7 separate regions of the Mus musculus genome follow, and regions 2, 3, 4, 5, 6 and 7 are each linked to region 1. The links are chromatin contacts, called in public HiCAR-type, HiChIP or PLAC-seq and promoter capture Hi-C maps. All regions are on one chromosome and are shown on one strand. Each heading gives the region's core, a stretch centred on a gene start, on an enhancer-like site or on the middle of the called end of the contact. The rest is flanking DNA. Distances are from core to core; before and after follow the strand shown.

What was found. Promoter capture Hi-C pulls out the DNA fragments that hold promoters and counts their contacts. HiCAR-type assays count read pairs that join an accessible place to other places. HiChIP or PLAC-seq counts read pairs in DNA pulled down with a chosen protein or histone mark.
Region 2: a contact with region 1 is called in a HiCAR-type map of astrocytes, with 5 times the contacts expected there. The contact joins the promoter of Adam19 here to the promoter of Rnf145 in region 1. A contact is called at or near these places in 3 of 39 promoter capture datasets (hippocampal neurons, liver and pre-B cells), 6 of 115 datasets of contacts at active chromatin or transcription factors (astrocytes, bone marrow-derived dendritic cells, extraembryonic endoderm stem cells and 3 more) and 3 of 9 other capture datasets (adipose tissue, embryonic stem cells and liver).
Region 3: a promoter capture Hi-C map of neutrophils shows a contact between it and region 1, with 5 times the contacts expected there. The contact joins the promoter of Cyfip2 here to the promoter of Rnf145 in region 1. A contact is called at or near these places in 7 of 39 promoter capture datasets (the C10 cell line, cranial neural crest, hippocampal neurons and 4 more), 1 of 484 Hi-C or Micro-C datasets (cerebral cortex) and 2 of 115 datasets of contacts at active chromatin or transcription factors (embryonic stem cells and large pre-B cells).
Region 4: a contact with region 1 is called in a promoter capture Hi-C map of pre-B cells, with 8 times the contacts expected there. The contact joins the enhancer-like site here to the promoter of Rnf145 in region 1. A contact is called at or near these places in 3 of 39 promoter capture datasets (hippocampal neurons, liver and pre-B cells) and 4 of 115 datasets of contacts at active chromatin or transcription factors (embryonic forebrain, embryonic hindbrain, memory CD8 T cells and 1 more).
Region 5: a contact with region 1 is called in a promoter capture Hi-C map of liver, with 3 times the contacts expected there. The contact joins the enhancer-like site here to the promoter of Rnf145 in region 1. A contact is called at or near these places in 6 of 39 promoter capture datasets (the 3T3-L1 cell line, hippocampal neurons, liver and 2 more), 1 of 115 datasets of contacts at active chromatin or transcription factors (pro-B cells) and 1 of 9 other capture datasets (liver).
Region 6: a promoter capture Hi-C map of liver shows a contact between it and region 1, with 5 times the contacts expected there. The contact joins the enhancer-like site here to the promoter of Rnf145 in region 1. A contact is called at or near these places in 5 of 39 promoter capture datasets (3T3-L1-derived adipocytes, the C10 cell line, liver and 1 more).
Region 7: an H3K27ac HiChIP or PLAC-seq map of embryonic stem cells shows a contact between it and region 1, with 4 times the contacts expected there. The contact joins the enhancer-like site here to the promoter of Rnf145 in region 1. A contact is called at or near these places in 7 of 39 promoter capture datasets (the 3T3-L1 cell line, the C10 cell line, embryonic stem cells and 3 more) and 3 of 115 datasets of contacts at active chromatin or transcription factors (embryonic stem cells, extraembryonic endoderm stem cells and stem cell-derived neural progenitor cells).

Annotation. Positions count from the first base shown.
Region 1 is chr11:44,517,308-44,520,387 of GRCm38.p6, reverse strand. Rnf145 (ring finger protein 145) reads right to left here and starts at 1,432. Exons shown (of 11, transcript NM_028862.4): 1 at 1,114-1,432.
Region 2 is chr11:46,053,780-46,057,253 of GRCm38.p6, reverse strand. Adam19 (a disintegrin and metallopeptidase domain 19 (meltrin beta)) reads right to left here and starts at 1,270. Exons shown (of 23, transcript NM_009616.4): 1 at 1,044-1,270. The coding sequence starts at 1,140.
Region 3 is chr11:46,310,245-46,313,774 of GRCm38.p6, reverse strand. It overlaps Cyfip2 (cytoplasmic FMR1 interacting protein 2), which reads left to right and starts at 1,417. Exons shown (of 31, transcript NM_133769.3): 1 at 1,417-1,548.
Region 4 is chr11:46,285,171-46,288,304 of GRCm38.p6, reverse strand. Cyfip2 (cytoplasmic FMR1 interacting protein 2) reads left to right here. Exons shown (of 31, transcript NM_133769.3): 4 at 2,161-2,238. Among named protein-coding and RNA genes, the nearest start is that of Cyfip2, 26 kb to the left of the region's middle. Within about 2 kb of position 1,379, at least 57 of the 459 cell types and tissues checked have an H3K27ac peak or open chromatin away from gene starts, as enhancers often do. A contact at or near this core is called in pre-B cells, where this site is marked.
Region 5 is chr11:46,037,887-46,041,273 of GRCm38.p6, reverse strand. No RefSeq gene overlaps it. Among named protein-coding and RNA genes, the nearest start is that of Adam19, 16 kb to the left of the region's middle. Within about 2 kb of position 1,788, at least 51 of the 459 cell types and tissues checked have an H3K27ac peak or open chromatin away from gene starts, as enhancers often do. A contact at or near this core is called in liver, where this site is marked.
Region 6 is chr11:46,084,283-46,087,618 of GRCm38.p6, reverse strand. The region is part of intron 3 of Adam19 (a disintegrin and metallopeptidase domain 19 (meltrin beta)); the gene reads right to left. Among named protein-coding and RNA genes, the nearest start is that of Mir8100, 16 kb to the left of the region's middle. Within about 2 kb of position 1,963, at least 81 of the 459 cell types and tissues checked have an H3K27ac peak or open chromatin away from gene starts, as enhancers often do. A contact at or near this core is called in 3T3-L1-derived adipocytes and liver, where this site is marked.
Region 7 is chr11:46,114,199-46,117,271 of GRCm38.p6, reverse strand. All of the region lies in intron 7 of Adam19 (a disintegrin and metallopeptidase domain 19 (meltrin beta)), which reads right to left. Among named protein-coding and RNA genes, the nearest start is that of Mir8100, 13 kb to the right of the region's middle. Within about 2 kb of position 1,386, at least 66 of the 459 cell types and tissues checked have an H3K27ac peak or open chromatin away from gene starts, as enhancers often do. A contact at or near this core is called in embryonic stem cells, where this site is marked.

The sequences.
Region 1 (3,080 bases), core at 183-2,682:
ACAGACACACACACACACCCCTTCCTTTCAGACTAGTTTCCTGTTTACTGCAGACAGAGATGCAAAGCCATCCATTAATCTTTGATGCCTTCCCACTGCAAAGGCCCCTTCCCCCGCCCCATCTCACTCTCTCCCCGCACCTCCCCCAACCCCGCCTGCTTTGCTCAGATACATTTGAACTGTAGTAACCCCAAGCCAGCTCGCCGCAAGCAGGCAGCGAGCACAGCACAGCAGCGCGGCACGGACGCAGCAGCCCCAAGGCTAGGGGATTACGTGGAGCAGAAACTCTGCCAGGAAGAGAAGCCCGGGTGCTCCCTGCCTCGCCAAGGGTGCTGGCTCTACCGCGCCTCATAAGGCGCGCTTATATGAGTCAAGTTCCTAACCCTTAGATAGAATAGGGGGTTCATTCCACAAAGGTCCTAGGGTGGGAAAGCAGAACTGGAGAGGGCGAACCCAGGGATGGCGAGCGGGAAAAGGAACACAGTAAGAGAGAGATGAGCTGCTCGTGACTGAAGAGAGGCGCACTGCACACTAAGCCAGGGGTCCCCCTATTCTTTGGGCTTGGCAGGTCTTTCTGAAACCCGCAACCTGCACCGCCTGCACATGGTTAGGCTGAGTTAAGGGGCTGCGAGGTGAGGAGACGCCAGGGAAGAGGGAAGAAGCTTGAAAGCAAAAAGAGTGAACAGAAACGCAAAAGACGAAAAGTTAGAAATGCAAACCTGAGCAAAGGAGCCCGGACTGGACACCTCTGCCAGAGAGACCGGGAAAGGCCTTGCAACCGGGGTACAGGAGAGCAGAGAGGGGTGAGCCCCAATGAGGGCATCTCAGGAATGTGAGGGTTCTCTCCCTCTCCAGGCGCGGGAGGAAAGAAGGATGGAAGGTGGTGAGGAGGCAGCCGAGGCCCCGGGAACGAGTATGAGGCTCTGCGAGGAGGTCGCAGGAGACTGATCGCTGCTCAGGGGTGGGCGGGAGGGCGCGGTGCGGAGGGGGACCAGGCCGGGGCCAAGAGCCGGAGAAGGAGGGGGCGCGGCGGGGAGGAGCGAGGGTGGGGGAGGGGAGGGGAGGCGCAGTGGGCAGCAGGCCTGCGGGATGCTCCCGGCTGACCGCAGTCACCTGGAGCCGCAGCCTCCCTGCCTGCGGGGCGGCACTGGGGATGGCGGTGTCCGCTGCTGCCCGGCTCCGATTCCCGCCCCTCCGGTGAGATCTTCGGTTCCGACGGCGGGGGGCCCGGTTTGCGCGGCTCACAGCGGCGGCTCTCCCGCGTCCGGCCTCGGCTGCGGCGTCTCGGGAGGCGGAGGCAGCGGAAGCGGCCCGAACCGTGAGGTCACCATCCTCCGCGGCGACAAAGGCGCTCCCGGGCCGAGCGCCGGCACCAGCGCCCGGCGGCCGCCATGGCCTGGTCCCCGCGCTCCGGCTCCGCCCCCCGCGCTCTGCGGCGACCGCCGGCTCGCGCGCTCTGCGCCTGCGCGCGAGCTCGCCATCGCCCGGCCCCCGTGCGCCCACGCTCACTCACAATCGCGCACGGCGGGATCTTCCCGCACCGCCTCCGTTGAGTGGGCCCGAAACGCCGGCTTCTCTTTGGTGCTGGTCCGGCAGACTATTCCAAGGAAGGGTGAGGCGACACCGGGACATGCACTGTGACCCCAGCCATTCTGACACGTGTTCGCGCTCACTCCGCAGACACCACGAGCCGCACGCGCCCACACCTACACTCACCTGCTGGGACCACGTGGGACAATGTGAAAGGCTGGTCCCTGCCGCGTGCAAACCCAGAGCAATTTTTAACTCTCTCCTTGACTAGACTAAGACTCGTCTCTAAGGCATCAGGGACGACGAAGAGTAAAATGCTGGATGAGTGAATGGTTTGGAATTGCTCCCTGGGACTGTATTCCGGCTCCTTCGTTTGGTGCAAATGATTAACTACTGTATGAAAATAAAAGGTGTAAATAGGTTTGCCATTTCTTTTGGTTCAAGGTTCAAACCACATTAGTGTGCACACACCCTTTCCCTGAAACCCTTTTGTTCTGCTCTAGTCTCCTAATACTATGGCACATTCTTGCCGTATTATAAATGTAGAAGCTTTTAGAGCAGGATCTGTGTCTATATAGTATATAAGCTTGCTGAGGACTTAAGCTGATCTTTGCAGGGATCTATTACTACGTTCATCTGTATTACCATTGCCTCGCTATTACCTTCTGCCATTTGCTCTGTTGTTCCTTGCTTTTAGTTTAGTCCCTTGAGAATCAGTTGCCACTAGAAACTAGTGTGGCCTTTCATTAGGCAGTGCCTAGGTAACAGAAGATGAACACCAAGTGATTTGTAAGGCATTGCAACCATTCTGGCTCATTCGGAAACTTGCCAAGAGCCTCCACCTTACAATCTGTACAAGACAAAATGAGTATTCTTTGATGTTTATGTGTCCTTGTCCACTGCTTATGAGACACATACACCCACGATTCTGAACCTCTGGGTCTCCCCTGCTATAAAACTGTAAACACAACCTCTACATATACAAGGTCATCAGAGCAGGAGAGATGGCTTAGCTCTTAAGAGCCCTTTTTGTTCTTCTAGAGAACACCCCACCCCCAGGTTCAATTCTCAGCACCCAGGTGTAGCTGGTAACTCGAGTCCCAGAGGATCTGACGCCCTCTTCTGGCCTCCATGGACACTACAAACATGTGGTGCTCAGACATATCTGCAGACAAAACATTCATAGATGTAAAATAAGTAATATGTAGCCAAAGCCATCACTAAAGTTCACAGTAGCATATCTCCCTCCCATTTTCTGTGACTGTGATAAAACTTGGACAGAATTTATGGAGAATGGGTGTGTTTCAGCTCACTGTTTAACGCACAGTCCCTCGTGGGGCAGGTTAAGGCATCAGGAACTTGAAACAGCTGGTCACTTCACCCAGAGTCTAGAAGCAGAGAGTGATGTGAATGCATGCATGTCACTGCTCACTGCCTCATGTTCCTCACTCGTAAGCAGTGCAGGATGCCCTATCCAAGGAATGGCATCACACTAATCAAGAGAATGTCCTCAGGAGCCATGGTCCCATGTGACTAATTTTGTCAAATTG
Region 2 (3,474 bases), core at 21-2,520, 1.5 Mb before region 1:
GTACAGCAAGCACCCGCGACCGTCTGGAGTCAGCCCAGCTCTCCAGCTGCCTCAGAGCTAAGGCTAAATAAGCTCTCCCGGGTCAAGATGACAGAAGCCAGGCATTGCCCCTCCGGGACCGTCCCTTCCGCGAAATCCTATGAGAACCTCTGAGGGATGCGGCCCGGGAGGGAGCGGTGCCTGGGAAAACAGTTGTGAGAAATAGGCATTATCCAGCGTCCAAACTGGAAGCGTGGAGCCCATTCCATTTTCTTCACATGAAAACTGAGGCCAAGAGGAGATAGGCATTGGGTGAGGTGGAAAGAAAGCTCCGGTTTCCAGTATCAGATCTTCAATGTGGGGCGTACTTATACACACCTGGGTTTTTGTTAGTGAACTTCAGCTTACGATCTGCATAATGGGTGCGCATGGTTCTTTTATGGTCTTTCAGAGATGCTAAGTGTACAGGCAGAGATAACCAGTAAACCACCCTACCCTAATCTCTCGGAAACCTTTGATTTTCTATCCCACTGGTATGCTTTTGACACCACCACCCCCCCGCCCCCAGCAAGATCCAGGGAGTGGTTCCCTCGCCGATTCGGGATAGGATGCTTGGGGTGCTCCTCTGGGGATGCTCTGGGGTTGCTAGAGCAGCGGGCGCAAAATAGCGATGAGAGAGAGGCAGAGCGGAGACGAGCAACCTCAAGAAAAACAGCAAAGATAGGAAGAGCAGCGGAAAGAGAAGCCCAAAGTAAGAAAACACGGGGAGATGAAGAAAGGAAGGCAAGCAAAGAGAGAGAGAGAGAGAGAGAGAGAGAGAGAGAGAGACTTACTGCTTTCTGATTGCAGTGAGCGCACTAGCTCCACGACCTCCCGTGGCTCACCACAAGAGAACAAAGCCTGGGCTCCTAGGCTTGGGGGTGGCGATACTCACACCCGGGGAGTGGCGGAGTCCGCAGGGATAGCGGTCATGGAGCTGCCGGCATGCAAGAGCGACTCTCAGACCCTCAGTCATCACCACCACCCCTAGTCGCCTCAGAACCCATCTGCGCGCTGCCACTTACTTGTGGTCCATCCCGGCTCGCACGCCGCCAGCGGCCAATGTAGCTGCAGAGCGAGAGCCAGCAAGCAGAACCGGGCGACGCCCGCGCGCCCGGGCATGATAGCAACGGCCCTCTCACTGTCCGCAATCACACATCCCCTGCCATTGCCTGCCCCCGGCCTAGCGGCGGCGGAGGTTTTCAAGCAAACGCCGGCCTAAAAGCCACCCAGCCCACATCCCAGACGCTCCGCCCCTAGCCCCTCAGGGCTCTGCCTGGAATGGGAGGAGGGGAGGCGCCACGCGGAGGAGGGGGTTGGTGGTGGCTGGAGGGACAGCAGTGGGAGGAGCGAGGGAAGCCCCCCGGGAGCATCGCTGACTCAGGTGAAGGACACCCAGGGGAAGGGATGATCCGAATTTCTGAAGTAATCAACCATTCTTGAGGCCTGGGAGATTACAGGACTGGGGTTGAAAGTGTTAAACACACACACACACACACACACACACACACACACACACACACACACACACTTCTGCCCCACTGTAGCTAGTTTACTCTATCCCGCTTTATGCTAAGTACTTTGGGTGACCAAGACAACTCTTTGTAGCTCTACCTTCCAGGATTGACTACTCTTGGAGTCAGGCTGTGAAAGAGTTAATTCCAAGGGACTGAAATGAGTGCTAAAAGAACTTGTTTTCCTATCGGGACTCCAATCTGGGCCTTTAGTCCAGGCCTTCTGACACGGGAGGTGGGGGGTGGAGGGGGTGGGGTTGCAGATCCAGCATCCCAGAGGACAGGGCTTCTGTACTCCAGAAACAGAACACCAAGCCCAAGAAACAGTCTAGACAGGATTACAGAGAAGGAGGGAAGCCTTGGGCTGTATAGGTTGGGGACAGGAGAGAGCAGAATTTGGGATGGTTAGGGTTTAGGATGCAATGGAAGATGAAGCCCACAAATGATGGCTATCACTAAGAAAATTACAGTAGCAGACACTTAGGACTTAGCTTTTATTGACATTCCGTACGTGCTAGGGCCTCTGATAGTTGATCTTGTCATGAGTCCGCTGTGGACTGGAAATGTGTCTCAGCTGGTGGAATGCTTGTCATGCACTCATGAAGCCCTGGGTTCCATCCCCAGGACCTCGTAATTCCAGGAGTGTGGTGCACCACTGTGATCCCAGCACTTATGGGGCAGAGGCTGGAGGATCCAAAGTTCAAGGTTAATCTCTGCTACGTGGTGAATTTGAGGCTAATCTGGACTCCATTGACACAGTGTAGAATAACAGTGATAATTAGGCGACCATCTGGAGGGGGTAGGTATTGGCTTCATCTCTATCTCCCCTCTGGGGGAGGGGAATCAAACCAGAAAAGCATTAAGTCCCCTCACCAAAGGTCACAAAGCTAATGTCTGGGTTTCACTTAGAGTCTGTATATTTGCTATTACAAAGCCTGGTGCAACATGCCTTAGTTGATGAATGAAGAACAGAAAAAAGAGATAGCCAGAAATAATCTGTATAGGGTTGGTTAGCAAAACTCCAAGGGAGAGGAGGCTCTGGAAGGGGAGTCTCGCACCTACATTTGTCAGTTCCTTTCCCCATCCCCCACCCCCAAAACCAGGCCAGGAACTCTCAAAACCAATGCACCGTGAGTCTGCAAGGCTCTCACAGAGGGAAGGGATCAAACCATTCTTACCATTGGTGTGGACAGGAACTGTGTGAGTTCTCTCCATCTGCTGTAATGGAAAAGCAGATAGTGGCTTAGAGAGTTGCCTTTCTCACCCCCAGGCGGCAAGGGGTGTGACTGGTCTGAGGCATTAAAGACTCATTTGTCAGTCCTGGAAAGCTGGAGTGTCAAGCCCCACGTGTCACCAGGTCAGATTCTGATAAACTCTTCTATTCGTTTGTAAACAACTGTGTCTTCACCTGGCCCTGTCCATACAAGTATAGGGAGCGAGCTCCGGGGTTTTCTGAGGAAGCCTGTGCTATGTATGAGCCCATCCTCACGGACTCTAGCCTAATTATCTCCTTGTGGGTACCATCTTCTTGTACAGTCACACCAAGGCTTGGGTTCCAACATATGAATGGGGGGGGGGGTAATTTAGTCCTTCACTGTCATGCATGTCATTTGCTATCACCATAGAAATGGTCTAAGGCTGGGCGTGGTGGTGCATGCCTTTAATCCAAGCACTTGGGAGGCAGAAGCAGGAGAATTTCTGAGTTCGAGGTCAGCCTGGTCTACAGAGTGAGTTCCAGGACAGTCAGGGCTACACAGAGAAACCCTGTCTCGAAAAACCAAAAAAAAAAAAAAAAAAAAAAAAGAAAGAAGATGAGTCTTGTCATACGTTGAGAAAATTCCATTTGCTGACAATGATTTGCTGTGTATTTAATGACCATGTGCCCTTAGATACTTAGAGGGGAAGGGGCCCAGCCAAGTGGCTCAGCAGGTCAAGGCACTGA
Region 3 (3,530 bases), core at 168-2,667, 1.8 Mb before region 1:
AGCCGTGGCTACTCCTCTTGAGGACCTGAGTTCAATTCCCAGTACCTACATGGCATCTCACAATTATCTGTATCTCCAGTTCCAGATTATTCTTGGCACCAGGCATGCATGCGGTACACATATATGTGCATGCAATCAAAATACCCATACACACAGAATAAAATAAATACTTTATATACATACACACACACACACACACATATATATATATATATATATATATATATATATATATATATATATATATATATATATATATGGTACCCAGAGCAACTATTATTCCCTTTATTGCAGGTACTGCATCTCCCACTCAGAGCAGTACCATGCTGGGGTGGGTTCAGGTCAGGACTGAATGCAGCTGGCCTCATCCCTACCTAAAGCCCTCCGAGTTATGTCTCAAGGAGCAATGGATTCTTTGAAGAGCCCTAAGCAGCATCTAAGAGGCTTCTGTCTCCTCAGCTCCTTCCTAGGTTTGCCTAAAAGTCAGCTTATCATGATTTTGTCCACGAGTCAATTCTACCTCAATGGGATCGACATGGGCACGCGCGCGCGCACACACACACACACACACACACACACACACACACACACACGCACACACACACATAATAGCTGTACATTTTTACACTAAGAAATGGAAAGGAAGTAGATGTTTCTCTTTGTTTTTAAATTATTACATTTATTTATTGTGTGTGTGTATGGGTGTGTGTATGTGTCTGTGTGTCTGTGTAATGTGCATATATGCATGTGGGTGGAGGTCAGAACACAATATACAGAAGCTGTCTCTCTCCTTCTACCTTGTGGATCCTGGGAATCGAACTCAGGTCATCATCAAGCTTGGCTGCAAGCGCTTTCTCCCGCTGAGCCTGTGCCCTCTGAGCCCGTGCCCTCTGAGCCCGTGCCCTCTGGGAAGTTATTCTTCAAGTGGTGGAAGGGCTCAACCTCTCACTTAGCCTGCTCCCTTCTTTGGGAAAGCAGCTGTCATTGGACTCCTGTTAGGTCAGTTAATGCTGGCAAATAATAAGCTCCAAGCGAGCAGGGGCTCTACTGCACACTAGTGCGTGCCTGGCTCTTGGCAAGATGCTTGGAACAAAACAGGTAGTCGATAAAGATGTGGTGAATAAATGACTATATGAAAATAATTTGACACCGGGGAGATGCGAAAGGAGCTGACGCTTCCTTCCTTCTGGAGTGGCAGGTGTCGCTGGTGATGCAGGCGGCAGCAGGAAAGTCGTCCCTCCTCCACCTCCAGAGTCCGGAGGCTGGATACTCTAAGGCTGGAAGGTATGGGTTCAGGAGGTTGCAGGTCAGGGGTGCGCAGGGAGCCCCTCGCCGCAGCCATTTCCGGCTCTTTGTGTGACAGCAGCCGCGGCGAAGGGGCTGGGCACCGCGGCCAGGGGAGGAGCCGCGGCAGGCGGAGAGGCGGGGCCGCGGGCGGGGCGCGGCGGTCCGCCGGCGCAGCGGCGGAGCGGGGCTAAGCATCCTGCGCCCCGGCGCGGGGCCCTGCGGTAGCCTCGGGTCCCTCCCCTGGACCTGCCACCGAGCCAGGTAAGGGACTCTCGGAGACAACAGGGCTGATGCAGGAACCGAAATGCTGCCTAGGCGGTGGATGCGTTCCTGAGGATGCGCGAGGGGCGGGCGCCACTTCTCCCAGCCCGTTGGGGGCGCTTGGCTTGGCGCCCGAGGCTACACGGCTTCAGGTCCCTGGAGGCCGGGCTACAGGCCTGTGTTGTCCCTTCTCCCCTCGGCCGCCCCGGGCGCCCTGGGCAGGGAGCGTTTTCCAGAAGTCGTGGGTACAGCGCAGAGCTCCGCGCAGCAGCCTCAGCGGCAGCCACAGCAGGTGCGTGGCCTGGGCCGGAGCCACCCGCCCTAAAAAGAGGCAGGGATAGTCTCGGGGACCAGGGATACCTGCAGGGGCCACAAGCCCAGAGGGGGCTACATCCCTGCACCTACATACTGCAGATCGCCGGGCAGTCCCCGCCTCTGCGGTCGCGGCCACCATCATTCAGCCAAGGCCAGAGAGAGCTGCCTGGGCCCGCCTGACAGGCAAGGGGGTACTGGGCGCCCGCGGTGAACCGAAGCCGGGTGGGGCCGGGGCCACAGCGGCACGGTTTGGGAGAGGAAAGCTCTGATGAGCCGGGAGGCATGGCTGACCTGCTTCGAAGCGTTCTGGCCTATACTAGCGCCTCTCCCCTGGATGGCTTTGGGGAGGAGAAAGGTGGGGTGATGGAATCCTAGGGGTCAAGGTTTCCTTCGTATTTAGCTGCCCACCTGTCTGTTGTGGGAGATTGCCACATCACCTTCAGGAAGGTAAGCCCTCCTGTGTGTACAGGAAGAGGAGTAGCTTGTGGCTAAGGGTGGGGGCAGGGAGCATGGTTGAACCGACTGTTGGTTTTCTCCCGCGACTATCTGGGTGTTTTCCAGTCCAGACTTAGAACTTGGCTAGCCCAATTCTTTAGTGCCCACAGCCCCACAGTTGGGCAGGAAGACTTAGGGATCAGACTGACGACTGACTGTTGCTCCTAAGCAACCATTTCTACCTCTTGACCCCTTCCCTTAGAAGTGACCAGCCTTATTCTTGGGCACAGGCCCTGCAAGAACCATTGCCTAGCACTCAGTGACACCCCCCCCTCCCGCCATTGTCGGAGGACAAAAATATAGATTAATATCTATAGTCGGGATTGTAAGTCCTTGAAGGTAGTTGTCCCTACCACCATCCCCCCTTCTGTGGCTTTCCCCCCCTCCACCCGATGCTCCTTGGGTCCCTTCTCTCCTGTCAAACTTGCTTGAGAAAGGAGCCAGTGAGTGGTATTTATCTTGAAGAGCTAAATACAAAAGGTTTTCCCATTGGATGTAGAGCAGGCGCTTCTTAAGTCATGGGATCAGAAAGGAAGCCGAGGATAGGAGACATTTTAATAGGAAGCAGAGCTGAAGTCAAAATATTTGCTATCTCTAATGGTTGACTTTCCGATGTAAGCTAGATGTGGCACTGATACTGTGGTCAGAATGGCCTATGTGGCAGCTGCCAGCTTCGTTTTCTGTCAGGGCTGCTTTGGCCTGGTGGGCAGGAGTACTGTAGGAGTGTGTGTGTGTGTGTGTGTGTGTGTGTGTGTATGAGAGAGAGAGAGAGAGAGAGAGAGAGAGAGAGAGAGAGAGAGGCAGAGAGAGGCAGAGAGAGAGAGGCAGAGAGAGAGAGGGGTCAGGGGTTACTGTCAGCAGAAGGCTTTTGTTGATCACCAGTCTCTCCTTGCCCGTGGGGTGTGAAATGTGCCCATGGAGAGTTCCTTACTGGAGCTAGCTGCCATCTGCCCTGACAGTTACGAAGCCACAGACAGCACGCTGCTGCTTACAAAGCCAGTGCCCCTGGGTACTTCTGCTTGCTGAGCCCCAGGCCGGTGGCATTAGCTCACTAATCTTCTTTATTGTAGTTCCTGGCCAGTTCTGACTGGTTGTATAGGAACCCAAGACTGCCTTGTTCCCTAATGTGGTGGAAAATGGAAAGAAAAAGCGTGAGTTAGGCATTAGGCCAG
Region 4 (3,134 bases), core at 130-2,629, 1.8 Mb before region 1:
CTGGACCAGCTGTCGACAGGGCTGCTTTCTCCTGATGTTTCCCTGGCTACTCAGGCTCATTCCTCCCAAACTCCTGGGTGTCAGATGTCTCTGTGTGTTACCCAAGTTTCCTCTCTTTATAAGGATGACAGATTGAGTGAGAGTCTGCCCTCATGATCTCCTCTGAGCTTCAGTCACCTTTCAAATGGGCCCACCTAGAAACAGAGTCACAGTCTCAAGCCTGTAACAGAGACGACTTTCATTCATTTCCTCAAAGTGCAGAAAGGAGGCTGGAGACGAAGCTCAGCTGTTTGAGTGCCTGTCTAGAACACACAAAGCCCTGGCTTGTATGAACCAAATCTCCAGCACCAAATAAACTGGGTATAGTCTGGCAAATGCTTGTAATCTCAACTGTGGGGAGGTGGAGGCAGGAGGATCAAAAGTTCAGGATCACTTTCTCAGCTACATAGGAAGCTTGAGGCAAGCTTGGAATAGAGACCCTATCACTAAAGGGAGCCGAACTCAGGTTCAGCCATGCTTGATCTGTAATTACTCTTGGAATGAGCTATAAAGAGGAATGAATGGAACAGATACACTGGACGAGAGTCTCAAAATGATTGTTACTGGAAGCATGAAAGGGTGGGGGCGAGGATTTCAGGGAACAGCTGTAATGATCGTATACACGAGAGAAACCGAAGGTCAACTCCAGCTGCCATAATGATTCTTTGGGGTCGGGGAAGCAGAACCAGACTGAGGTCTCTCTGAGATACCAGGTCACAGGCTCAGGCAGGCAAATCTAAAGGACCGGCTGGCTCTAAACGTGATTCTGTTTGTTATCTGCTGCTGCTGTGGCAAATTGCATAAACTCACTGCTTAGTAGGTAGATTGCTTACCTGGCATTCACAAAGCCCGAAGTTTGGCCCCTAACACCCACATACACCAGGCATAGTGGGAAATGTTGTAACCCTAGCACCTGAGAAGTAGAGACAGGAAGATCAGAAGTTCAAGGTCATCCACAGCGTCAGAAATATATCTCTATCTCTCTAAATATACACACACATATATGTATATATACAATATACTATATTATACATATAATTTACATATATAAAAGATGGCCAATAACTCAAGGTTCCCAAGGCCACATCCAGAGCTCTTTCCACCACGCCATCTTGACCTCTGTATTCTGGGCTTGTTATGTAACAACTATGGCTGAACTGTCTAGAGGGCAGAGTGCACATCTTGGTTCTCAGTTCTGTTTCTGGCACAGAGCCTGGGATCTAAAGATGCTTGCTGCAGCCTTTTTTTTTTTTTAACTGAATGAAATTATGCGTGCTGAGGGCACTCGGGGTGGGGGGTGGGGGCTGAGAATAGCCACGTGTTCCTTACATTACTGCCAGTTCCTCTTTTAGACACGTGTGCCCAAACTGAAGAGAAAGCAGGCAGCCCATGGGTTGCTCTCGGTTGTTTCCCTCAGGGACAGCATGTTACTGACTTCTTAATTAAGAATGGAAGCTGTTGCTGTTGAGCAGATTCACAATAAGTAGCAAACTCCAAGTTAAATTGGATTCTGCCTTTAAAATGTATTATAAAGTGAATATGATAAATAGATTTAAATTTTAAAGTTCATTTTTCCCTAAATATATTTTCAAGGAGAGAAAGCATAATGCTAATTCTTGTCTCCTAATATTCTTTGGAGTATGCTTTCCATAACTGAAAACTGCTTAAAATATATATGTCTATATTTTTAATCATCTTCACAATGTTATACAACTGTCACCACCATCTAATGTCATTGCCCCATACAGACACCCTAGAATTTTTAGCAGTCAACCCAGGTCCTCTCCCCACGTGTTTCCATCAACTACAATCTGTCCGTAAGGCTGTACCTCTTGTGGGTATTTTGTCCAAAGGAATCGGAGAATATGTGGCCTTTCTTCTGGCTTTCACTGAAGTTCTTATTAGATCAGCTATTCTAAGATATAAGGTGCCCGTGACTTACCTGGGAACTTTGCTGGAATATAGGTTCGTATTCAGGGGCTCAGACATCCTTATCAGCAAGCGCCCAGGTGATGCTGCTCTTGCCTGCCATGGCCCACATCCTGGGTGGTCCCGATGAGAGCCTGGAGAAGTCCATGGCCCTAGTGTTTTATGTCCCTGATGACTGCTTTGCCGTTTCAGAATGAAATGCTGGAGGAGGGCCACGACTATGCAGTCATGCTGTACACCTGGCGCAGCTGCTCCCGGGCCATCCCGCAGGTGAGACCATCCTTGCCCTTCAGAGAGGCCTCACTGCTTCTGCAGTGCTCCTCCAACCTGAACCCAAACCAGAGGGCTGAGGTCCCCAGGTGGCGGGAAGCAAATCTGGGCCTCTGACCCAAAGTGCTTCCCATAGTGCTGCTGACAAGGTCCACGCCCAGGGTCTTAACAGTTTCCCTCCCGGCACATATAGGGCACAGTATTTTATTTCAAAGGCAGTCGATGTCTCTTGTCACCCAGGCTGTCACAAAGGATCTAAAGTAGCAAGCGTGACATTGTCTCACTTCATCTAAACCCTGTGCTTCAGATGGTTCTGGGTCTTTTTATTGGCATGACCATATTTTATAAATTCATATCGTTTCCACAAAACCGTATTGTTCTCATTTTTTACACTGTCTTGGACTTGTTGAAAATACAGATGATTTTATTATCATTGACATTTTTGCATAATTAGTGGATTCCGTTGTAACAAAGTCAGCAAACTATATGCACATCAAGTAAACAGAGGAGCCCTTCTCTGTTCCTTTTAGCCCTCATATTTAGGGGCAACTATTATTAAATTTTTTGTACTTTTCACATTTTCTGAGCCTGGTTTTGTTTTTCTTAAACAGTTGATTGTCTTAATTTTTATTTATTTATTTATTTATTTATTTATTCTCTCTCACGGGAAGGTATATATGTATCGTGGCATGCATGCGTCAGTCAGAGGATAATCTAAAGAAACTGGTTTTCCCCCATTCAGACAGTCAGGCTTGAAAGCAAGTGCCTTTTCCCACAGAACTGTCATCTGGGCAGCCTTGGAATTTTGTTTTTCTGGAGAAAGAGACCAAACTGGAGCTATGGCTCAGTGGTAAAGCATAGAGGATGAGTGTTAAACATACTCAAGGTCTTGGTGC
Region 5 (3,387 bases), core at 539-3,038, 1.5 Mb before region 1:
AAAAATCTTCAGATGACCTCAGTCTGTTTCATAGACATTTCTTTATGGTATCTGACTTGATCCTTCTGAAAAGCTATGCTAAGGTGGGTATCAAGATCCCATTTCAGTGGTGAGCAACTGAAAAAAAAATCCAGTAATGGTGAGCCTTCTCTAGTGATAATTTGCCTCGCTCAGTTCCAGCTGTTCCTTTTAGGTGGGAGACCTGCTTACCATTGTGTCACAGACACCATCACTTCCACCCCATATCGCTCATTGTTCCTGTGGGCATTTGATTCTTTTGTTTCTGCAAAAGATGATGGAGACTTTCGCAATTAGGGTTTCTATTGCTGTAACAAAACACCATGACCAACAAGCAAGTTGGGGAGGAAAGGGTTTATTCGGCTTACACTTCCACATTGCTGTTCATCACTAAAGAAGTCAGGATAGGAACTCAGACAGGACAGGAACCTGGAGCTGATGCAGAGGCCATGGAAGGGTGCTGCTTACTGGCTTACTTCATGTGGCTTGCTCAGTCTGCTGCTTTGTTTTAGAACTGAGGACCACCAGCCCAGGGGTGGCACTCCCCACTATGGTCTAAACCCTCCCCGCACTGATCACAAAGGAGAAAATTCTGAATAGCTGGATCTCATGGATGATTTCCTCAAGTGAGGTTCCTTCCTCTCTAATGACTCTTGCTTGTGTCAAGTTGACACAAAACCAGCCAGTCACACCGGGCGATGGTGGTGCACGCCTTTAATCCCAGCACTTGGGAGGCAGAGGCAGGCGAATTTCTGAGTTTGAGGCCAGCCTGGTCTACAAAGTGAGTTCCAGGACAGTCGGGGCTATACAGAGAAACCCTGTCTCAAAAAACAAACAAACAAACAACCAGACAGTCACAGAGACCTAACGCAAAATGTAGAGGAGAGACGTGAGCACGGCTGATAAATTCCCATTCCTATATCCTATGTGACCGACTCAGTCACCCAGAAGCATAGCCTAGGCAGTTAGACAGGACCCATTCTCAGTGACACATGATATAATACTCTGTCACTACATTCCAAATTTCTTAAACAGTATTTTTTATTATTTTATTATCTTTGAGAATGTCATTTAGTCATACAATGTATTTTGGTTACAGTCACTCCATCTTCAAGAAATTACCATTTCTCGGTAATTTTTACTCTTTCTTATATTTGTCTATCTGGTTTTTAAAAAGGTGTTCATGAGTATGTAGTGGGATCTGTCTGTGCACATGCCATTGCTTGTGCATGGAGATCAGGGGACAGTCCGAGGGAATTAGTTCTTTTCTTCCACAATGGGGGCTCAGGGAGATTGAAGTCAAGTCCTCAGGCTCAGCAGCAGAGGCCCTTACCCCATCCCCACCCAATGTATTATCTCACCGGCTCCAATTCTTAAAAATTCTTAGACAATGGGTTCTGTGTTTTCATTTTGTTTTAGCACTCACAACCCCTGGACCTGGTCTCGCAGGCACACCATCTGGGCTTGAAGGTGCCCTTCTTACAAGAAGCAGGTCACGGCGGAGAGTGTGTGTGGAATTCCAGGCTCAGATCACCTAAGACGTACTACTGAAACTGTCTGTTTCTGCAGACGAGATATATTTCATTTTATTGCTGTGTCCACCAAGGTCCAGAAAGAGGAAATTAACTCCCCTCCCCCACCCCCCGGGGTCATGGACAAACCCTGAAACGGAAGCCAAATTGGAAGTCCAAAGTAATGAGTCTGTAAGGCAGTTGCTACTGAGGCCGCCAGTGAGATGAGTCTGAGCATACCAATGTGGAGACTCCCGATTGTTACTGAGCCCAGCCAACTCTGCTTCATCAGGCTGAAGCAGAGGAAGTAGATGAAACCGGAAGACTGTGGGGGTGGGATGCGGTAGCACGCGTTCTTTACACAAATCTGGAAAACTGTAGAGGAGAACCTGTTTTAGGATAATGATCGTGGGAAGGGGGACATAGACGAACTCTGCGCATTTATCAAGCTTCCATCTACCCCCACATAAGCTGCAAAGGGCAAAGGTGTGTGCACACGCACGCAGGGAAAGCCCCACTCACGTGGGTCTTGCCAATTAAAAACGGCAGTTAAGGTCCAAGGAAGCCCTTGATTCCAGAAGGCTCCACTGGGAAGCAGCTCCGCTGTAGGTCGGTTTTCAGCTCGCGGCTGCACACACCCAGTGAGAGAGCATCATCACTGCCGCTGGCTGAGCACACGCTGAGGCTGAGAGCTGGGAAATGGGTCGGCCCTAAAGGGCACTTGCACCCCTTCACATCCCCTCCCGTGGCTCGGGTCCCGGGGATCCTTCTCTCCCACCCAGGTCCCTGCTCGGGAATAGTTAAGGAGTCAAGAGCTTGACAGAAAGTTCATCCCACACTCAATGTTGTCTTGATGATGGGACTGTTACTCCAACATGGACCCGTGAGCATCTGTCTCCTGAATGTCCGCAATCTTAAAGATATGTGTGTACTTGTGTGTGGATCTGTGTTTGTGTGCTGTATACAAACGTGAATGGGTATGGATGCCGGAGGAGAAAGTTGAGTGTTCTGGTGTATTTACTCTGTCTAATTCGCTTGAAGCAGGCTTGAACCCGGAGTTCAGCTGGCAGCCAACAAGACCAGCAACACTCCGGACTCATGCCCTGATCCTATTCACAGAGCAGTAGGCGCTCCTGCAGCTACACCCAGCCTTTTAAGGTGGCTTCTGGGAATCTGACCGCAGGTTCTCCTGCTTGTCAAGCAAGTGTTCTCGCCCACTGAGCCCTGCCCCGACCTGAGATGCTTTTACGTTTGTTACTAGCAGTGTTCTTCCTGTCACCAAGAAGAGAATTGTTAGAAAGTAAGCCAAACAGTAGCAAGAGAGAGTCTGAGTTCCAATAATGATTTTTAACCTGAGACTTGAGCAAAGTCTGAAGTCTATCTGCTCTTTAAACTTCTTATCTATATAAATCGTCCTCATTTCCCACGCTACCAGGTGTTGGAATTACAAGAGTGGAGAAGATGTGAGCTATTCTTGTCTTCATGGCAACCAGTTCCCAATGAGATGGCAAGATGTATCGAAAGGCATAAAATATTGAAAATCTTGATTTGGCAATTCTATTTCTAGGAAATTATGAAAAAGGAAAAAATGATTTGTCAAAGACAGAGCATATTCATTATGGAGGGACTTCTTTTCATCAACTTAACAGTGAAGTACCACAGAGTGTGTGTACCATCGGCACTGGGGCCAGCTTGAACACTTTCCCCACTCAAGCACACATGCGTGGGTACCCTAACCCGGAACGAGATCATGACCTGCACTCCAGAGCTGCCTTGTCTCTTCCCCTGTTGTGTAGCAGTTCCCTCTTAGATGGAAATAATCTATCCTGCAGAGAAGCTCCTTAAGACAGAAGATAAG
Region 6 (3,336 bases), core at 714-3,213, 1.6 Mb before region 1:
CTCACAGTGAATTAGGCTACCGCTCACACAACCCTGTAACATCAGGTGTTCACAGGTAAATAAAGGCTTTAGTGTAAGACTCAATAACTGCAAATATTTCCATTCAGTTGGAAAACAATAACCCCAGGTTTCCATTAAACGTAAAGGGTGCCACCTAGAACTCCCCAGGACAGGAAGTGTATCTGAAAGGCAGACTGTTACTCTAATGAAATGGCCTGTGCTACTTCACATTTTGGGCAGAATTAGAAAAAAAGAAATCATACGTATAATTTTCTTTTATGTTGGTTCTCCAGTAGGGTAAACGTAAGGAGAGAAAAAGAACCAGATTTTCCAAATCAGCCTGCACTTTGCTTGGTCTACCTCTGACTCTAAAGGAATGGAAACAGATTTGCAAAAGCCCCATTGCCAAATAAGGCACTGATCTTTCAGGGGCTCACAAGCACCAGCATTCCTTTGTGAGGGCTCAGAAGGGCCCTGGAAGGCTGAAGGTTGCTCCTATAGTGAAGAGCTGAGCCCTCCTCCCATTTGAGCAAGGCCCCTGTTGTCTCGGGGACCAACCTAAGCAAGATGGTACCACCCACCAGCCCAGCTCTCAAAAAGCCAAAATTTTGGGTATGTTGTCTTTAGCAGCCTATTGAGGACATCTTTACACAAGGCATCAAAGCAACAGTCCCCTTTACCAGCCACTTCCCATTGTATTTCTGGTTTCCAGAGACCTCACACCCCTCTGAATAGCTCCTGGTCCTGAGTGCAGTTTTTATGTTATGCCCAAAGCATGTCTGGATAACCAGATCCTTTAGCCAGCAGGATCTATTTAATCCTCTCCATGGCTCTCTCCCCACTGTGAGTATGAACATGAATATCCATCAGTACAAAGAGGGCCTGACATCTCATGATCAGGCAAGCTTAGCTAGCTGGCAAGACACCTGAGGGGCCCAGGAAATGGCTTACCGATAAGAGTTTGTGGGTTTGCTTAAGGATGCCCTACAAAGCCTGTCCTGAACTGAACATTTATTGGTTAAGAATGGTTCGGGGAAATAAAATTTTCTCAGAAATACCAAATTTTAAAGAGCAAGAAATATCCCCATGGTAGCAACCTGTATAGTAACCAGTATTTGGTAAATAATCATGGTTGCTGTTCATCAGATTAGCTGAAGTCACAGCGGCCTGGGGAGGAGTACTGGGGGGGGGGGGGGGAGGACAAGACTGCCATACTATGAAGAGAGACTTTATGACTGAGCCTGGGGGAGCGGAGGAAAGCAATCTCCAAGAAGCCACCAGATCTTTTAAGAAACTCAGAAGAGGGGACCAGGTATATCTGACCCTGAAACAAGACAGAGTGGGTATCTGAAAACACAAACTTAGCACCCTCAAAGGTGGGTGCCTCTGGCTAAATACTTGAGAACTATTCTAAACCTGCCCTGGGATTCTTAGCATCTCAGAACACAAGTGAGGACCACTGAAAGGGCCCCTCATGGACCACAGTAGGCTACTATCCTACCCTGCCTAGCACCTGGGCCAAGTTCTAGCCAGATGACAGTGGCCTAGTTTGAATTTAGGTGAATCCTCCCATCTCAGTACACTGCAGACTAGGATACTAGGAATTGGCCAAGGTTCTTGCTCTAACTTAGCCAAATGACCTGGTCACAAGCCAGGACTGGAAGGTCTCAGCTCTGAAGGTCATGGTGAGTGACACTGCAAGTACATCAGAGGCCCTGCCCAGCAGCAGATCCCAAAGAGCCAGCCGATATCCCCGGATCCAGTCCAAAGCAAGGCATCTACCATAATAATGAAAAAACCTTTATGCCCTAACCTCTCTGCTCAGTCTTTCCCTTTTACAGATAAGGAATCTGAAAAGAGTAAAAGTAACATATTGTCATGAAAGTTCTAATCTGTTTCCAAACACAGAAGTCTCAGTCCACAAGGATATGTGAAATCCTGGTGGCAGCTAGGTCAGGAGTTGGCAGAGGAAGGGCGTTTGTCCAACCTCGCTCGTAGTATGTATTAGAGGCTGTAGGAAAGCCTGGGTTCCTCGTGTCCTGATTTCGTCATACACTTACTTTAAGTGCTTGGCTCCAGGACCTACGTCTGCAACCCACCTCACACTACAAATATTGACTAAGGCCAGCCATATGCCAGGCACCGTGCTAGAGGATTGTTGAGCATTAGCCCTCAAAGGCTGGTATCACTCCTACCCTGCGGGGACCTACCTCTCTCCCAGGATGAAGATGATCCACGAAAATACCTGAAAAGAGCTGACAGGCCACGTGGAGGCAGGTTTTACCAGAAAGTCCCCCAGAAACTCAGACCCATTTCAAACCCACCTTCCTTCTTTTTAGAACTGGTATGAAAGCCGACCTCTAGTTTCCTCTAGTTATAAAACTATGAGGGAAGTGTGCATATATGCGTATATGTATTCCTGTGTGTGAGTGTGTGTGTGTATAGTTGTGTGGGTACTGTCAAGTTTGTGTATGTGTGCTGAAGGTAAGGCTGGCCTAGACACTGGGAGCTGAGAGTCTCTTGCTCTACTCGTCCCAACCACATTGTTATACTACATATCTCACAATCTAGTCTGACCTTTGTGTAAACCCTAAATCTAGAATCTGGTTAAGGCAAGAAATAAAGAGCTTCCAGAAAAACAGGGCCCCTGTTGGCCCTTCCAAGCTTAGATCACTCTTTCCTTTATGATTCAGTGTCTCTCCAAAGGAATTCTTTTTCCCAGAACTCCCTTCTCCTGAAAGGTTTTGAAAAAAAGAAACTATGCTTGATATAATGCAGCCATTATAGCCCCTTGGCCCATCTGGACCTCTCCCAAGGGAGGCTGATGCAAGAGGAGACTATGAGGTCCCTGCCAGTTTTCTCCAAACACGCTACCTGGGGGGAGGGGAGGAAATCCATGGGGACACATGGAAGCCATGAAGAGACCGGAAAAGAGCCTTACTCCCTTAAATCAGAAAGACCCAGCTTCCACCCGGCTTAGTCAAGAAGCTGAGGAGTGCCTAGCTAAACTTCATCCACTCAGAGGTATTGCTGTTTGCCACAAAAGCCAATATGAGACACTTCCAAGCCCCAGCAAGGCTCCCAAGTGAAGTCTCTACTGTTGAATAAGCAGAGGCCTGCTCCTGAGAAGTGAGGTACTGAGAAGTTTGGAAGAGTGAGGGCTGGGGAGATGGCAAAGCAGGTAACGAGCTTGCTGTGTGAGCCTGAGGGCCTGAGTTCAGATCCCATCACTCACTGAAAGACACGGAGACTGAAGGACGCCTGGGAATTTGTTCACCAGACAGGCTAGACAACTGTCGAGCTCCCAACTTGATAAGACCTTATCTTTGGAAGCAA
Region 7 (3,073 bases), core at 137-2,636, 1.6 Mb before region 1:
AGTGAAGGTATTGTTAGGTGGGTATTCCTTATTCAAGCCGTTACAGGTTTCCTCCTCCAGCTCTTCCAGAATACCCAAATGAGGTGCCCTAGAGTATTGGTTTGGCAAGGGCTGACTCCCAGCTCTGGTACACCACTTCCTCCCTCTTGTATTAATTCTGCAACAGTCCTTGACTTCTTTGGAACTGACACTCACCAGAAAAGAACTCCTTTGCTACCCTTATCTCCTACAGAGGTAAATTCTAGAACCCTGTTGCATAGACCTTTGCAAACTGTTTAATCTAGAAGTTTCTATTACCAAGACCTCCTGACTTCTAAACTAGTCCTGTGGCAAGAGTCTTTCCACTTATTTAGTAAACATTTATTACTGCATTGGGAAGAGATTTCTGGCTTCCAAATATATTAATCCTATCCTCAAACAGTAAGGCCCAGTGAGGCCACCATAGTTGAAACAGTGTGTCATGTTTTCCAGAAGACTCTGAAGCAGGAGTTGGTAAGCTTATTCTACAAAGCGCTACTGAGTAAACATGATGAGGCTTGGTAGACCACATGATCGTAGACCACAGCTGCTCAGTTCTGCCTTGGTGGAGCACAGCTACCCAGTTCTCCTTGGTTGCTTAGAAGCTTCCAGGATACCATAAATCAAATGGTATGGCCCTGCTCCAGAATAATACTCATAGGAACATGTGATAGGTTCACATGGGCTGTAGTTTACAACCTCCAGTCTTAAAAAATATGTGCTTCAGTGTTACCCTTTCTGAGGCAACCCCGGTCATATAACACGGTAGGCCAGCCTTTCCCAGATATCTTACATCCTGCTGGTACCACCAAAGTTCTTTACAGCCCTATGTCTAAACCCATTCTTTCCCCTCCCCCAACGTAAGCCCCCCTCTTTGCTCCCATTGCATTCTATTTCACTTAATAAATGAGGGAATGTGCCAGGATCCACCCAAGCAGCTCTCTCACACGCCTCCTTGCCTACAGAATGGACATGCTGAGAATCATCCCAGAAGCTCCCACCTCGATCTTGGCCCAGGCAGAGAGCCACTGCTTGCTTGCTTGCTTGCTTGCTTGCTTGCTTACTGCTGACAGCTCTCTCTAGATGCCAATAGCACAACCTCACTGCCCAGAGCTTGCTTTCCCACTCGAAGCATCCCTCTGGCTGCTGTGAGTTCCGAGCCCGGAGATAGCGGCTGTGTCTCAGCACTGGGGGATAAATCACAAATACTACATCCTTCCCTTGATTCATCTTCCTGCATGCTCAGATTAACGACCAGGAATATATTTCTGCCAGCAGATTCTGGGCTGCAAATCTTGCCTGGCCTGATCCAACCCTGACATGAATCATTCAAAGCCTACAGCTGAGAGATGTTCATGACACTGAGAACTGAGAGATCCCTGACTCAGCAAGAGGTACGAGTCATGGGGGTGACTTGTAGCTAAGGGGGTGAGGATGTCTATGTGACTGACTGGTGCTTTTTAAGGGGTGCTTCACTCCCCTGCATCAGTAAGATCCTCTGGGTGGTCCCACAGCCATGGTGGCACACCTTCAAACAGAGCCTTTTCTTGCCTGGTTTGCTGGGAGTCTAGCTACCCAGCAACAGACCACTCCCCAACTCCTCCTCTTCTATGCCTGCTGGAGACTCACAGGTTAAGTGGCTTGTAAAACCCTGCACCAAGGACCCACTGGGCAAAAGAATAATACTCCTCCCTTAAACTGGAGCGGGGGGGGGGGGTTCTAAGTGCCTCACTCCATTGGAGTCTCAGGACATTTTATCTGAACAATCTTAGGAAAAATGACGAAAGACCTTGTATCAGACGATACAAGATATAAAGCTTAAATGGAGAACTCTCTGGGAGGAAAGACCTTGCTTTCCCCCAGGAACCTTCACAATACAGAGAGCCAAAGGTGCCGCTATGGGGTGGGGCTAAGTGGGTTACTTGGCTGGCTTTGAAGCCAACCTTTGTTGCTGCTCCCCCATCTACACATCAATCTGTAGAAAGAAAACAAAAACCCTAGAACCCACCCATTCCTGACTGCTGGGGGGTGGGGTGGGGGGAACAATGCCAACATCAGCTTAAGAAAGCTAAACTCTTTTGAAAGTAAACACAATGTTCCCTCCCAGGAAAGCCCTTCACCTCCACTTCGCTGCCCAGTGAACTCCTCCTGTCTTTAAGAAAGAAGGCTAAAGATCCTTCTCTTCCGACCTCTAGCTCTGAAAATAAGCTCTCAAACCTGGGCTAGAACTCCCTCACCCGCTGGCATTGCTCCGACCCACGCTGTGGAGCTGCAAAGAAAGAGGCCACTGGGGAAGCTGGTAGCCCCAAGTAGAGAGGACAGGAGACCATGATACAGTGATGAGCCCCCACCCCCACTTTCATGGAGTTTTGCAGTGCTCAGCCAGGGCACAGGAAAGAGTGTTTGGCTGTGGTCATGTCACCACACGGTATGGGACTTGAAGGTAATGCATGGTTAATGGAAATATGGGTGGTGGGTGCATGGAGGGCTTCCAGGAGGAAACAGAACTCCTGGACTCCAGGATAAGTCTCCATTCAAGCTTTCTTTACACGCCACCTGCCATCTTTGGCATCACCAGATCAGAGAGGGTCTACCAAGGCTCTAAACCACACCAGATCTGCTGTGTGCATTTTAAGCATCACCAAGGGCCCATTTCAGTGGCTCCCATGCCTAGAGCTACAAGGGTTTTGTGCTTCTACAGCAAAGTTCAGATTCAAGAGCAGCTCTGGCTCACGGCTGCATCCTGATGCCAAGCACTATGTTGGAACGGCACAGAAAAAATCAGGAAGTCGCCTGAAAAAGTGAGACAAATGACTGGGCCAGGTGGACAGGTGTCTGTGAAATCTTGGGGCCTGTCCAATTCGAGGAAAATGAGTCAAGGGACTATCCTGCTCTTTTAGGCCAGTGTTTCCCAAGCTTACCCGCTATGCATCAAAACCAATCCGATGTCTTATGAAACCATGGATTGTGGGACCCCCACCCTGATGATCTGGGGTTCGAGAGATCTGGAGTGAGGCTAAAAAATTTGCATTTTTTCACAGTTCCCAGGTGCCAC